Linked DNA regions of Mus musculus: regions 1, 2, 4 and 5 are each linked to region 3. Evidence: chromatin contacts called from public Hi-C and HiChIP or PLAC-seq data. All regions are on one chromosome and are shown on one strand. The core of a region is the stretch at or near the end of the contact, and the rest is flanking DNA. Distances in the headings are between cores, read along the strand shown. Region 1 overlaps Ppm1e (protein phosphatase 1E (PP2C domain containing)). Region 2 overlaps Ppm1e (protein phosphatase 1E (PP2C domain containing)). Region 3 holds the start of Rad51c (RAD51 paralog C). Region 4 overlaps Ppm1e (protein phosphatase 1E (PP2C domain containing)). Region 5 overlaps Trim37 (tripartite motif-containing 37).

Region 1 (2,700 bases), core at 67-2,566, 170 kb after region 3:
ATTATAAAATAAGACTCATGTCAAGGAATATTGAATATCAGTTTCTATTTTTTTAAATAGGAGCTTCCAATTTAGTGAAAAATCTGCTTAAAACCAATGATTGCTTCACTCCATTGTTGCAGAAAATGGGAGGTTCTTTCCGAATGTCACAGTTTTTTTGGTGAATTATAAAGTGACATGAACAGAATTCTTTAAAACACACTTTTTATACAAAACTATTTTCTAAATGTGGAAATATTTAGAATGTATATATGTATATATATATATATATACACACACAGTTTTATGAGAGAGGGTCTAAGCAGACCAACCTGGACTCTGTCTTCGCGTGCTGGTATTAAAGGTGTATACACCACACCTGGCCCAGAAAATGCCCAGTCAGATCATCTCGGGCTCAAGTTCACTTTTTCTTTTTCCTTCCCTCCCCATTCACACCAGGGAACAAACCCAGGCCTTCATGCATGCCAGGCAAGCTCTACACACGCAGGTGCACTTCCAGCACTAAAGAAGAATTGGTCTCCCTAAGACTTAAGCCTTTTAAAGGGGTGAAGCTACTATAAAACAGCTTCAACAGGCGACTGTCTGTACAAAGTTGTAGACGTAACTTCAAGGAATGGGCTGTGCCTGCCTTTGTCTAGGTCTGGGCTGAGTGTGTTGTCAGGCTTCATGGGTTAGCTTCTCTTCCCAGCTGGCTTTTCTTCTCTGCCCAGTGTCACATGTAAATACAATTAGTGTGTTGCTCATGTGTATGTGCTGGGGCTGACTGCTTGGGACTGCCAGCATTTGAAAAAGAATACATGTATGTCTTCATGGGTAAACAGGCAGATATTTTTAAAGAAGCAACTGAATATAGACAAAGCTAGCATACACAAAGGTCATATCTAATTACTAAACTAGTTTATCATTACCAAAGATTCCAGAATAAGACAACCTTAAAGATTGGGTTTAGTTTCACTGGTGATTCGAATCCTTCCTACTCCTTGAAAAGATGCTGGCAAACTGTTAAGTTCCCCGAATATGAACATGAGAAGCTAAGTGAATACAAATACCTCATGAAGAACATTTTTTTCTTTACAATAAGGGAGCAATTAGTTACTGTGGAACAATGCCAAAAGAGGGGAAATTCTCAAGCCTAAAATATCCTCTTAGGTACAAGTATTTTTGACAACTAGAACTGGTCAAGAACTCTTCCTTCTGAGAGTGTTTTGTCAGGACACTGATGTATCCCCACAGAGGCAACCTAACGGGTAGATGCCGGCCTTGATTCTAAAAATAGAGCACAAGGCGAAACCAAAGCAGCACTTCAGGAAGCGACACCTAAGACAGAATAAGGTCGACATCACAGATAAAATGACTTTGCAGGTAGATAGGGAGACACACTATGTTTAAGGAGGGAAACCCCAGGATATAAATAGTTTTAGGAGTAGCAATGAGTACTCAAGGTGAGAGCAGAGGGTGAACTGGTCAAGAGAAGTGTCTCTGCCAGCCTGTGATGGTCTGGACGGCAGTGAGTGACCAAGCAGAGTCCACATGAGCAGGCTTGTCTCTCCAAGCACTCGCAGTTATAGGCAGAGGGAGGATTGAGGCGAGTGTACCAGGCCTAGAAGGGAGATCATTTAGAAGGCTTGTGGGAACAGAGCTGGAGACGAGGCCATCTAAAACGGGAGACACGGAGGAGGCTATAAACCGGTGAGACAGATGATAGTTTGTGAGGAAGAGGAAAGCTAACTTCCAGGTTTCTGACTTATGAGTGGGAAGATGATGAAGCATTTGTAATAAAGCAGCAGCAGTTGGTGGGGGGGGGGTGAGTTCAGTTGACTTATTTTCAATTCTAGCTACTGATGGGTTTCAATTCTAGGTACTGATGGGATGTCTTGGAAGAGATTTTGTATATACTTAGAAATACAGATTTGGTGTTTAGCTGAAAGTTCTGAGTTGGACATAAGGATTTAGTAACTCATCGCACCTTGGCAATGCTATTGATCATGTGTGCAGCCAATGTTGAAACTACAGGTATGAGTAACAATTCCCAGAGGATACATCAGTGACGTAAGGCAACACAGTGGGCAGACACGGTTTGGATAATGGCTCTGCCACTCTGTAGGTTACTGATCTTGGGAAGGCAGTGTCTCGGTACTGTTTGCTCTTTGATGAAGTGAGAGCACTGGTATCCAGTTCCTGATTCACGTGTAAGGTGGCTATATACCTCATTCACAACTGGGTCTGACACACTCATAGCACACAACTGCCCTACTCTTAAATCAAGGAACAAGTCAGGAAAAATGAGTGACAGAGCAGTGACTTGTTCAGATGGCAGGAAAAGAGGGCTTGCAGAAGTCAAGGGTTGCAGAAGTCCCATGTGAGAAATAGGTTGAAGAAAGCAATGGTATTATGGACTAGAGACAGGGCTCAGCAGCAAAGAGCATGCGTGTCTTCTGCAGAGGGTCCAGGCTTGACTCCCATCACTCACATGAGAGCTCATGGCCATCTGTCAATCCCAGCTTAGGAGATCTGATGCCCCCTTCTAAGAGCTTCAGGCCCCAGGCCCACATGTGGTGAACATACAAACACAGAAAAAACATTATACACACAAAACAAATCTTAAAAATGAAATGCAATTTTAAGTAGGGAATAACTGGTAGTATTGAAGAGAAATGTTTTCAATTGGTAAGTGCAAGAACACACTAACTGAGATATGGA
Region 2 (2,700 bases), core at 169-2,668, 150 kb after region 3:
ATGCCTATGTGCACACAATATGTGACTTAGAAACAAAATAGACAAAGACTATTTCTACCTATGAATATATAAAATCTGTGCTTTGCTGTTTGAGATCAAAGTTAACTGCTGTGTAGAAAACATTTCCTTTTACACATGGGCTCTAAACTGCTTGGAAGCAAGAATGGAAAGTATTTCAAAGGCTGTCTCATAGTTATACTTGATATATATATATATATATATATATATATATATATATACACATACATATATAGTAAAGCTGTAGGTTTTGGGTTTTTTACTTTTTGAGGACCCTAACAAGATTAATTTGATTTTAGAAGATCCAAACAACCCAAAGGCCAGCACTGCCAAAGTCAAGTCACACCAAGTGACAGCAGGGTTTCCAGTGTAGCAGCATCTGATCCCATGTATCTATTTACTTATTAATGTGTGTAGGTGTTTGATCACTATGAGCATGCCCGATGCCTACAGAGGGCAGAAGAGTCCATGGAACTGGGGTTACAGATAGTTGCTAGCTGCCTATGGGTGCTGGGACTCAGACCCAGGTCCTCTGAAGAGCAGCCAGTGCTCTTACGTGCTGACCCACCTCTCCAGCCCAGACAACAGCGTTCTCGGTCTGGGTCTCCCCATGCCTCAGCAGAGGCTATTTTTCACTATCGCTCTGCTTACTACCTTTGCCAAACTGCAACACCATCTTAGCATCTTAAGGCAAAGTATGAAGGAAGGCAGTTTGTATTGTTTGTTAGTCACTCTTGGTAAGTCCCTTAAATGACAAGTTTGTATCTGAGGCGTGTCAGGCATTCTCTGCTGTGCCTATGCTTTAAACAGACGTGTGATTCTCAGAAACAATTTCTTTCAATTCCATCAAAACCATAAGAAATGATTCATGCATGTGTCTCCATGTCCTGATGTGCAGAGAACACCGGCAGGCTGATGTTTCAGATCTTACTTTACTGAGCTAATCTTCCCTCCCTACTTCACTGAAAATATTTTCATTCTGTCTGACAAAAAGTTTAAAAAGTACATTAACTGTAACTAAAAATGTACCACAAATGACACATTAATGAGATTAATGGTGTGTGTCTTGTTCTCTCAAGTCGTCATAGTCTTACCTTTGATGAGCCTAGACTGATAGTTTAATTACACAAACGGTATCATTTTCTTGTGGGACTCTAGGGAGCTAGATCACTGTGAAATTCTCGGATCCTTTTAAAATGCAGCTTTAAAACAAAACAAAAGAACTGACTAGATCAGAGTGAAAGCAAGAGAGATGTGAAGACAAGCCACATCAGTACCAGAAACCCCAACTCATCAAGAAAAGGCCGGTAACCTCGACAGCAGGAGACGAGGCAATGCTAGTTATTCATCATCAGGACCTTGGAGAGGGCCCATTACTTCCTCTTACATCAGTTAAGGAGCAAGAGCTATGCAAAGTGACCCTCCCCCATACCTGGAATGTTTAGCTCAACTGTAGTGCTTGTCTACCATGTATACAGCCGTAGGCCATGCCTCAGAACTACAAGCCAAGAAAAGGAGAACAGAAACCAACCAGGTGTGGTGGTGCAAGCCTGAAATCCCAGCTGCTCAGACAGCTTTCATTTGAGGCCTGTTTGGGCAACGTAGTGAGACCTCATCTCAAAATAAAAATTAAGGTCAGCAAAATGGCCTGGACCAGTGAATCTCAACCTTTCTAACGCTGCGAGCCTTTAATCCAGTCCCGCATGTCGTGGTGACTCCCAACCATAAAATTATTTTGCTGCTACTTCACAACTGTGATTTTGCTACTGCTATGAATCGGAATGCAATACCTGATGTGTGACTCCCAAAGAGGTCATGACCCAAAAAAGTTGAGAACCACTGGCCTAGGGGTTAAAGGTGCTTGCAACCAAGCTTAACAACCTAGATTCTGTTCTCGGAATCCACACGGTGAAAGAGAATCAACTCTTGCAGATTGTCCTTGGTCCTCGGCAAGCCATGGCACCTGAATGCCCCCTCTCTGACACACACACTGATTAGATGGATGGATGAATGAATGAATGAATGCATGGATGAGTAATTGTAATTTTTTTTTTTTTAGTGAAAGGGGGCTGAAGGGTTGTTCAGGTGATAGACCACTTGCTTAACATGTAAGAGGCCCTAGGGTCAATGCCCAACGTTGCTAATACAGACAGACAGACAGACAGGTCCCAACTCAAGACCTGCAATTTTAAAAAGCACCGATGAGAGCTTGAGCAGTGTCTGCAGGGACGAGGACTTGAGTTCAGTCCCCAGGGTCCACATGGAAACCAGGTATGTTGGCATGTGCCTGAAATCTCAGGGCCACAAAGACAAGAGCACCCCAGGGTTCACTAGCCAGCCAGTCTGGCCAAAGCATAGACCCCAATTCCAAGGAAGAAACTGCCTCAAAGCGGGGGACAGCCATCTTTAGAATACACTTGCGCAGACATGTATATGTACACCCCCTATGCATCTGGACACACGTGAACACACACACAAACACAAAGATAAAGAGGTCCTATGGGATGAGAAAGGTAATATCAGAAGTTATTTTCCCCTCTAGAGGCCTGGAGCATAAGCAGTGTGATTTCATGTTTCTAAAACAGGTCTTTGGTCTCACCTGACCTTTCGAATATGAACTATACTAGGAAGGCAGGGTTTATGCTTCCTGTTCATAGAAATATACTGAATCATGTATATGTA
Region 3 (2,700 bases), core at 129-2,628:
ACCTACACAAAGAGGTTGTCTTGAAAACCCACAAGTTAAAAAAAGAAAAGAAAAGAACCCGGTGTGGTGTCGCACACCTTTGATCCCAGCACTCAAGAGGCAGAGGCAGGCAGATTTCTGAGTTCGAGGCCAGCCTGATCTACAGAGTGAGTTTCAGGACAGCCAGGGCTACATAGAGAAACCCTGTATCGAAAAACCAAAAAGAAAAGAAAAAAAGAAAGAAGAAGTTGTTGTCAATAAGTAGTGCAAAAGCAGGGAGAGTCGCGTATTCCTATATCCCATAATTTAGAAAGTTTAGATGCTGTCTTCAAAAAAAATGCTAGATTTTTTTTTTTTTTTGAAATGTGAGGTAGGTATGACACACTTTTTTTGGTTTTGTTTTGTAGCTCTGGCTGTCCTGAAACTCACTCTGTAGACCATGCTGTCCTCGAACTCAGAAATCCGCCTGCCTCTGCCTCCCGACTGCTGGGATTAAAGGCGTGCTGCCACCACTGCCCGGCACGACACACTTTTTTTTTATATCATCTTCCGTATTTCTTGGGCCTTTAAAGCCACCTTCCAAACTGCCAATCTCCCCAAAAGTTCTGATGTGGAAGCAGTCACTCCCGCTCCGTCAACATCCCCGGTCAACTCTACTAAAGAGGTCCAGCTCCTCCCTCGGGACACCAGAGGCCCAGGCTAGACCACGAGACGACAAGGACACGATAGCTTACTTTTCCAGCTACTTCTTACTCTAGGCAGGCCTGCCGACATGAATGCTCAGAAACCGCCACACTCTGAGGGAGCTCCGGAGTCCCGGGGTCACCCACCGGAAGCTGTGCGTGCGTGCGTGAGCGGGCGAGTGCGTGGACGCGCGCGTGGGCGCCAACCACTCCCTACCGCAGCCCCCCAAAGTGGGAGGCTGGCCCACAATCCCCCGCGAGGGCGGGAAAAGCAAGGGGTCGCCTGGCAAGGGTCAGGGGACACACAACAGACCTCCTACAAGGGTTTTTTGAATTTTTCACAGCAGGAAACTGCCAACTGGTCAGTTTCTGGTTGCTGCGTCTACTACAACTTCCATCCAGGAGGATGGATTCTTGAGGAACCCGTGAAAGAGGGCAGAGCATGGTGAGGAAATATGCTGTACAGGGTTCACTTGGCCTGGCTACCGTCTCCGCGTCTCCGGCCTCTTTTTTTGTTTTTGTGTTCACTGTCAGGCTATATCCGAAACGTGACTCGGACGAGTGAAACTAGAAGACAACCTTACATGAAACCAGTGTGTGGGATTTCCTCAGCAGCAGCAAGGCCTCGTGAGTCTAGGCCGCGCGAGCCCCGCCCCTTACGCCGCGCGTGTGACGTCACGCCACTGACCCTCCCCCGCGGGAGGGCGGGGTTTGGGTTTCCAGCGCTTTCGCGCCTCTTGCTCTACGTCACTGCGTGCGTAGCCGCCGAGCTCTCAAAAAAAAAAAAAAAAAAAAAAAAAATGCAGCGGGAGTTGGTGGGTTATCCGCTGTCTCCAGCGGTGCGCGGGAAGCTGGTGGCTGCGGGGTTTCAGACGGCGGAGGACGTCCTAGAGGTGAAGCCCTCCGAGCTCAGCAAAGGTAACGACTCCCAGCTGCCAGCTGATGCACCGCGGCCGCTTGGCGCCGCCTCCGTCTTCGTTCCGCCGCCTCCGCCAAGCCGATCTTTTGACACCGCTGAAATTCTCTTGAGCTTGGAACTGTGTGGAGCAACGTTTACTGATTGCTTTCTCCGTGCTCGCTGGATGCTTTGAGGAGTGCCTCACTTAATGGTTTAAGGAAGGCTCCTCTTGGACCAGGGTGTCCAATCTGTAGATGAAAGAACCGACTTCTCATCTTGAGGTTTCATGATAAACTGGGTTGGGAAACAATCACAAGCCATGTAATTCTCCTTGGTCAAAGATCCTGGGGGGCGGGGGGGGGGAATTGAAGTTGAAAAATAAAGGATTAGAGAAGGACTAGAGATATTTCAGTGAGAAAAGCAATAGAACATTCCCTTAGACCAGGAGAAAGCTCTAGAAAGACGTTCGTGATTCACAGGAATACTGCCTCCCCCCCCCCCCCGCCCTGGCCCCCGACTTTTCTCAGAGTTCTTTAGGTTACAGATAAGTGGGAATCACAACCGGGCAGTGGTGGCGCACGCCTTTAATCCCAGCACTTGGGAGGCAGAGGCAGGTGAATTTCTGAGTTCGAGGCTAGCCTGGTCTACAGAGTGAGTTCTAGGACAGCCAGGGCTACACAGAGAAACCCAGTCTCAAAAAACAAAACAAAAAAACCAAAGTGGGGACCACTGCATCCTTAATGTTCACAAATCCAAACTTCGTTGTAGTCACCCACTGTGCCAGTAATACTATGCACATCTCTTTGATGGTGATCAAAGAGGACAGAATGGAATCTGGTTTGATTTTTGTTTAAGTGTTGTGTATTGAACTCATGGCTTTGCCAATGTTAAACACTACCACAGAGCTATACCCCTAGTCTAATTTTACATCCCAGCGATGATGCTAACAGAGTAGTAGCAGAATGGGTAGAGCACTAACTAGCTATGTATGCCCAAGGCCCTGGTTTTGATTCCCCAACTGCTAAATAACTAAATAATTGGATAATTCATTTCTGTGTTAGACTTTTGTTTGTTTCAAGAAAAGGTTTGGGGGCTGGAGAGATGGCTCAGCGGTTAAGAGCACTGACTGCTCTTCCCGAG
Region 4 (2,768 bases), core at 261-2,760, 130 kb after region 3:
GTCTTTCAATACTCCTCAGGCTGGCTCCAAGTTCCTCCAGCCTTCAAATTGATCCTCTTGGCTTAGCCGCCCCAGTGGTTATGAATACAGGCACAAGCTTCCACGCTTAGCCCATTTTAAAGACCAGTCTGGCCATTTTCCTAGTGTTGAGGTTTAAATTTGCTTGGATTTTGATTAGGAATGCATTGAACTTCTAAATCAAATTGGAAAGAATAGCCCACAACCAAAATCCCAGCCCTTGAGAGGCTGAGGCAGGAGGACTGTCATAAATTCAAGGTCAGCCTAGGCTACATAGTGAGTTTTACACCAGGCTAGAATACAGCTCTATTGGGCAAGAGTCTCAAACAGAAAAGAAAGTTGGGAAGAGCAATATCAAACATTCAAATCCATGAGCATGGATGTCTATTAAATTCCCTTATTGATACATTGTAACAATCTGTCATTAATTGTTACATTTGATCATAAACAAAGTGAAAACAGACAGTTGTCTCAGTATTTGTCATTTATCAGTTTTCTGTCCCCCACCCTTGTCCTTTTTTTCCTGTTTTTGTCTTTAATTCATTTTCTGCCTTTTGTGACTGTACCAAACATCTGACAATTCCATTTTCTTCCTCCTTTTTGGCATATTAATTAACCTTCTTTTAAAATTCCATTTTGCTGGTAAATCATGTAAATAGACATGCTGTCATGCAAGTGCTGTAGTCCCGCTTACTGGCTACAAACAGTGAGTTTGGTATAATTCTGAAGGACCTGAGGAAGGGTAATGAGTCTTGGCTTCCACTGTGATGCCCTTCCTGCCCTCCAACAAGGAAGCCAGGCAGTGGCTTCTCTCTGGCCATCGAAGTCCTGTGTGGTATTTCCTCCAAGAAAGGGGTGAAAAATCTGTTGTTTCTGTTGTCAAGTTCAGAAATCATCTGAACTTATTTGCGGACTCCCGTCCAGGGAATTAGCCTTTTTAATAAACTGAAAACAAGATGGAGAGAGACTTGAGGACAACTTTACTAGGGTTTGAGAAAAAGAACAGGGTGAGCAAGCTGTCAGCAGCTGCGGGGCGGGGCCATGTCAGCAGCTGCGGGGCGGGGCATGATGGAGAAGGGGAGGGGAGGAGCCGGCTCTTTTTTGAGTTAGGGTACAAGAAAGCAGTAGTTGAGGTTGGCATGCAGCCACAGGAGGGAAAGGGAACAGGTGTGCTTCAATAGCTGAGTGGGAGAGCCCAGAGTGACTGGGAATCATGCTGAGCCCTGTGCCCAGGAGAGGAAGGGAAAGGAGAAGCTACATTTGTCTGAGTAACCTTAGAGGGGTGGGGCAGGCTCCACAGCCACAGCTGTGTAAGTGGAGCCACTGAGGAAGGGGCTTTTGGGAAGGATAAACCCATTTTCTCATTAAGGGGATAAGATAATTATTCCTGTCTTGTCCTTAGCATGCTTTTCTGGTGAATCAGATTTCCTATGGTGAGGGGCAGACTCCCTGCCAGGCCCAGCTGTGTTAACTCTAGAGGGAAGACACAATAGTTTGTAATGTTCTGATCTTCAGAGCAGGCTAGAGGTAGTTCATTCTTTTAACAGGAGGTCTAAGAGGTTGATGTGTGTTTTTCTGGTGTTTCCAGGGAAACAGGAGATCCAAATCCAACAGGGAGGGAGGGACCCATCCTTAATGGCCTCCAAGGTAGTTATCTAAATTAGCTACATCTTTTGGATAATCTGGTTCAGCTTCTACATTAGCATTTCACTGTGAGGTGTGTGTGTGTGTGTGTGTGTGTGTGTGTGTGTGTGTGTACTAGATGTCAGATTCAGGCTTTCAAGCATTCCAAGTAGGCATTGCCACTTAGCTATAAACATGTTCTGAATCTGTATTCATCTATGATGGAGATGCTTCTTGCCCCACACCTCATGAGCCAGTTTCATAGCAGTAGATTCTCAACTTGTCTTTTAGCCTTTGTAGAGTTCAAGTAGGTTTTAGCTATGGAGTAGGTTTTGGCTTACGGGAATGCTGTGGCCGGCTGATTTTCTATTCAGATACTAACACTTTCTATACATCAGTGGTAAGGATTTGCTTTCCTGGTGTTGGTGTGCTCAGTGAAGCAGCACTGCACCCTCCTTCCTCCTCTGTATCTACTGCTTGGCTAACCGTTGGGCACAGATAAGCCCGGGCCTATCTCAGTGTGTGACGTGCCTTCCTTCCTACATTCACTCACTTCATTTTTGATTTAAAGAGAAAGGTGCATGGTTTGTCATCTCACTTGGTTACCTAGCAGCCACTGCTAAGTTACTAGATAACCTAATCCTGATACCACAGTGAGGGCGGAGGAGAGGGAAGGAGCAGGGACAGCCACTGGAGCAGTCAGAACACACAGCATCTTCCCGTTAAGTCCATGTGTATAGGCCCAGCTCATGGCCAAAGCCATTACCACAGTAGCAGCAGCAGAGATGACTGACTGCAGATCAGCATAAATGATGAAGGTGATAATGAAGTTTGAAATGTCTCAAGAATTAACAAAAGGTGACACAAAGACAAGAAGTATGTGCTGTTGGCCACATAGCATGGGTAACTTGCTTACATAGGGTTACCACCAACCTTCTGGGTTTTTTCTTTTTTGTTGTTTTTGTTTTTGTTTTTCTGAGACAGGGTTTCTCTGTATAGCCCTGGCTGTCTTGGAACTCACTCTGTAGACCAGGCTGGCCTCGAACTCAGAAATCTGCCTGCCTCTGCCTCCCAAGTGCTGGGATTAAAGGCGTGCGCCACCACCGCCCGGCCAACCTTCTGTTCTT
Region 5 (2,700 bases), core at 55-2,554, 190 kb after region 3:
TAATGGACTTTGCCCTTTTTCCTTGTCCATCAACAAATGATACAAGATCAAGCTAGGAAGTTGTTGCTGGCCCTGAGAAAGGTTTCCTTGTTGCTAAAGACATAGAAAATTAACAAACCTTGCCCATGAATCCTCAGGATGTGATTCAGAGTTCTTACCAAGTTTGCAACAGAAGCAACTATCTTGTCATTTTCAAAAAAGCTAGCCAATTCACTGAGACTTCTAGTTCACTGATATGACACAGAAAAGAAAGAGAGAGAGAGAGAGTGAGAGTGGAGAGCAGGCAGGCAGGCAGGCAACTATCAGCCAAATGAAGAGGTTCGCATCTGCAATCCCAGCATCGAGAGGCTCAGGAGGGAGAACTGCTATGAGTTCACAGCCATCCTGGGCTATTCACAGTGAAAATATGTCTCAAAATGGGGAGTGAAAGGCAGCTGCCAGGATGTAGCTGCTCTGCTGAACTCCTGGGTTCCACTGTTAACACATGAAAAATAAGCATACAGCTCAAGCCTAGAATCCCTGTTCTTTGGAAGTACAGTCAGGAAGATCAGAAGTTCAAGTCCAAGGCTAGCCTGGGCTACATAGTAACAAAGAAATACAGAGGCATACCCACATTGAACAGCTAAGTTTTCTAACTCTGAAAATACCCTATCACACTTAGGCATGTCTCACTTAAGACTTCTAAACAAGAGTGCTACTTTCATTACATTAATTTTATTTATTTTTGAATAGCTCGTCTTGATTACCCTAAAGGTGATCAGCACTAGTAAGCCATCACAGGTTGTATAACTCATCTGCTAGCTAATCTGGAGCAATGTTTTTAATAGCTGTGACAAGACTTTTCTCTGAATTGGGTATTCAGTCTTCAGTTTACAGAATTGTACAGCTTATCAATGGCGTGTGTGTTGTTTTTGTTGTTGTTAAATTAGGCTGCCAGTATAAAATCGTTAAAAAGAAGACAAATAGAAGGTTGTCCCAATTAGTTCCAGTTAGAAAGGAATGGGTCTGTTTATGACCATTATGTCTAAAAAAAACAAACAAAAACAAAAAAACAAAAAACAAAACCCAAAACACAACAAAGCAATTACATTGCACTGATACTTGGGAGCCGGGCGTGCTGACACATACCTACAACTCCAGCACTGGGAGGTCTGACAGGACTGAATTCTAATGTGATAACCAGACTGTATCAAAAACCCAAACCTAAAAACAACAAAAACAGAACAAAAATCCCCCGTGATCTTTGTAGTTCCGAACTCCCAGCTATTAAAGCAGAGAAATGAGGCCTTAAAGTTTCTTCAGACAGCCTCTTCCTCAAGGAGGAAGAGAAACCACAGCGACATGACAGAACACTTCCTCCATTTGACACAGTAAGAACTTTTTCCCCACGCCCCTTTTAACTTGACTTTTGGTCTTAAGACACATGGATTTAAGATAAGCCCACTCCTCACAATCTGACTGCTACTTCTACTCTGGCCTCAGACGTACTGGCTCATCACCTGACTGTCTACTCATGCCTTCAAGTGAAACTTCCAAGGGTACATTACAACTCAAGCATACAGAGATGGAAATTCTAAGCACTGACTCTAGGTTCAAATTCTAACCCTTACAAGGACCATTTCTGTGACTTTCAGTGAGGTAAGTTATATTTCTAAGTCTTTTTAAAAATTTTTTTGTTTTTTTAAATTATTTTCTTTATTTACATTTCAATTGTTATCCTCTTTCCTAGTTTCCCCTCCAAAAATCCCCTATCCGACTCCCCTCTGCCCCCTCCCCCTGCTCACCAACCCACCCACTCCCACTTCCTGGTCCTGGCATTCCCCTATACTGGGGCATAGAACCTTCACAGGACCAAGGGCCTCTCCTCCCACTGATAACTGACTAGGCCATCCTCTGCTACATATGCAACTAGAGCCATGACTCCCACCATGTGTTTTCTTTGAGAGATGGTTTAGTCCCAGGGAGCTCTGGGGGTACTGGTTAGTTCATATTGTTGTTCCTATGGGGCTGCAAGCCCCTTCAGTTCCTTGGGTCCTTTCTCTAGCTCCTTCACTGGGGACCCTGTGCTCTGTCCAATAGATGGCTGTGAGCCTCCACTTCTCTATTTGTCAGGTACTGTCAGAGCTTCTCAGAAGACAGCTTTATCAGGCTCCTGTCAGCAAGCTCTTCTTGGCATCCGCAATAGTGTCTGGGTTTGGTGGTTGTTTATGGGATGGATCCCCAGGTGGGGCAGTCTCTGGATGGTCATTCCTTCAGTCTCTGCTTCACACTTTGTCTCTTTAACTCCTTCCATTGGGTATTGTTCCCCCTTCTTCTTGAGTTTCATGTGTTTTGCAAATTGTATCTTGGGTATTCTGAGCTTCTGGACTATCCACTTATCAGTGAGTGCATATCATGTGTGTTCTATTTCTAAGTCTTAAATCACTTGTTTGTAAAATCAGAAATAAAAGAAGTTAATGACTATAAAGAATAATTTTGAGAATAACATAGCAAGAACTTACTAAATATCAACTTTTTTGATGATATACTTTTAGTTCCTCTATCAGAACACTTATCACACAATATTATCAAAGGCTATTTACCAGTGTCTTCAATATCTAATCTCTACTTCTTAAGTGGTTCTTCCCACCTCTCCCCTCCTACCACACATACACAGCATACCTTAAAAAAGCTACAGTTTGCCTGGCGGTGGTGGCGCAT

Evidence for each region. A called contact is a pair of places that touch in the nucleus more often than the background predicts. HiChIP or PLAC-seq counts read pairs in DNA pulled down with a chosen protein or histone mark.
Region 1: a Hi-C map of cerebral cortex shows a contact between it and region 3, with 2.7 times the contacts expected there. The contact joins the enhancer-like site here to the promoter of Rad51c in region 3. A contact is called at or near these places in 15 of 39 promoter capture datasets (the 3T3-L1 cell line, 3T3-L1-derived adipocytes, the C10 cell line and 9 more), 1 of 15 datasets of contacts at CTCF or cohesin (the NIH/3T3 cell line), 22 of 484 Hi-C or Micro-C datasets (B cells, CD4 single positive thymocytes, the CH12 cell line and 16 more), 29 of 115 datasets of contacts at active chromatin or transcription factors (the 230-238 cell line, the HPC-7 cell line, T-cell acute lymphoblastic leukemia and 22 more) and 4 of 9 other capture datasets (adipose tissue, embryonic stem cells, liver and 1 more).
Region 2: a contact with region 3 is called in an H3K27ac HiChIP or PLAC-seq map of epiblast stem cells, with 5 times the contacts expected there. The contact joins the enhancer-like site here to the promoter of Rad51c in region 3. A contact is called at or near these places in 5 of 39 promoter capture datasets (the 3T3-L1 cell line, HPC-7-derived erythroid cells, cranial neural crest and 2 more), 3 of 15 datasets of contacts at CTCF or cohesin (the NIH/3T3 cell line, large pre-B cells and pro-B cells), 30 of 484 Hi-C or Micro-C datasets (B cells, the Ba/F3 cell line, the G1E-ER4 cell line and 13 more), 26 of 115 datasets of contacts at active chromatin or transcription factors (the HPC-7 cell line, the NIH/3T3 cell line, T-cell acute lymphoblastic leukemia and 15 more) and 2 of 9 other capture datasets (adipose tissue and embryonic stem cells).
Region 4: an H3K27ac HiChIP or PLAC-seq map of epiblast stem cells shows a contact between it and region 3. The contact joins the enhancer-like site here to the promoter of Rad51c in region 3. A contact is called at or near these places in 2 of 39 promoter capture datasets (fetal liver and hematopoietic stem and progenitor cells), 3 of 15 datasets of contacts at CTCF or cohesin (the NIH/3T3 cell line, large pre-B cells and pro-B cells), 32 of 484 Hi-C or Micro-C datasets (B cells, the Ba/F3 cell line, the G1E-ER4 cell line and 14 more), 12 of 115 datasets of contacts at active chromatin or transcription factors (the HPC-7 cell line, T-cell acute lymphoblastic leukemia, acute myeloid leukemia and 7 more) and 4 of 9 other capture datasets (adipose tissue, embryonic stem cells, liver and 1 more).
Region 5: a contact with region 3 is called in a Hi-C map of hematopoietic stem and progenitor cells, with 5 times the contacts expected there. The contact joins the enhancer-like site here to the promoter of Rad51c in region 3. A contact is called at or near these places in 21 of 39 promoter capture datasets (the 3T3-L1 cell line, 3T3-L1-derived adipocytes, the C10 cell line and 16 more), 8 of 15 datasets of contacts at CTCF or cohesin (CD8 T cells, the NIH/3T3 cell line, embryonic stem cells and 3 more), 212 of 484 Hi-C or Micro-C datasets (the AML12 cell line, the AtT-20 cell line, B cells and 110 more), 50 of 115 datasets of contacts at active chromatin or transcription factors (the 230-238 cell line, DN3 thymocytes, the HPC-7 cell line and 35 more) and 5 of 9 other capture datasets (adipose tissue, embryonic stem cells, liver and 2 more).

Annotation. Positions count from the first base shown.
Region 1 is chr11:87,234,252-87,236,951 of GRCm38.p6, reverse strand. The region is part of intron 6 of Ppm1e (protein phosphatase 1E (PP2C domain containing)); the gene reads left to right. It also overlaps a transcript of Trim37 not described here. Among named protein-coding and RNA genes, the nearest start is that of Gm22883, 83 kb to the left of the region's middle. Within about 2 kb of position 1,316, at least 11 of the 459 cell types and tissues checked have an H3K27ac peak or open chromatin away from gene starts, as enhancers often do. A contact at or near this core is called in cerebral cortex and double positive thymocytes, where this site is marked.
Region 2 is chr11:87,253,094-87,255,793 of GRCm38.p6, reverse strand. The region is part of intron 1 of Ppm1e (protein phosphatase 1E (PP2C domain containing)); the gene reads left to right. Among named protein-coding and RNA genes, the nearest start is that of Gm22883, 64 kb to the left of the region's middle. Within about 2 kb of position 1,418, at least 18 of the 459 cell types and tissues checked have an H3K27ac peak or open chromatin away from gene starts, as enhancers often do. A contact at or near this core is called in the HL-1 cell line and epiblast stem cells, where this site is marked.
Region 3 is chr11:87,403,184-87,405,883 of GRCm38.p6, reverse strand. Rad51c (RAD51 paralog C) reads left to right here and starts at 1,378. Exons shown (of 9, transcript NM_053269.4): 1 at 1,378-1,580. The coding sequence starts at 1,463. It overlaps Tex14 (testis expressed gene 14), which reads right to left and starts at 819. Exons shown (of 31, transcript NM_031386.2): 1 at 714-819.
Region 4 is chr11:87,275,198-87,277,965 of GRCm38.p6, reverse strand. The region is part of intron 1 of Ppm1e (protein phosphatase 1E (PP2C domain containing)); the gene reads left to right. Among named protein-coding and RNA genes, the nearest start is that of Gm22883, 42 kb to the left of the region's middle. Within about 2 kb of position 1,510, at least 71 of the 459 cell types and tissues checked have an H3K27ac peak or open chromatin away from gene starts, as enhancers often do. A contact at or near this core is called in B cells, the Ba/F3 cell line, the G1E-ER4 cell line and 6 more, where this site is marked.
Region 5 is chr11:87,211,130-87,213,829 of GRCm38.p6, reverse strand. The region is part of intron 22 of Trim37 (tripartite motif-containing 37); the gene reads right to left. Among named protein-coding and RNA genes, the nearest start is that of Trim37, 85 kb to the right of the region's middle. Within about 2 kb of position 1,304, at least 24 of the 459 cell types and tissues checked have an H3K27ac peak or open chromatin away from gene starts, as enhancers often do. A contact at or near this core is called in B cells, ECoMG-derived neutrophils, bone marrow-derived dendritic cells and 6 more, where this site is marked.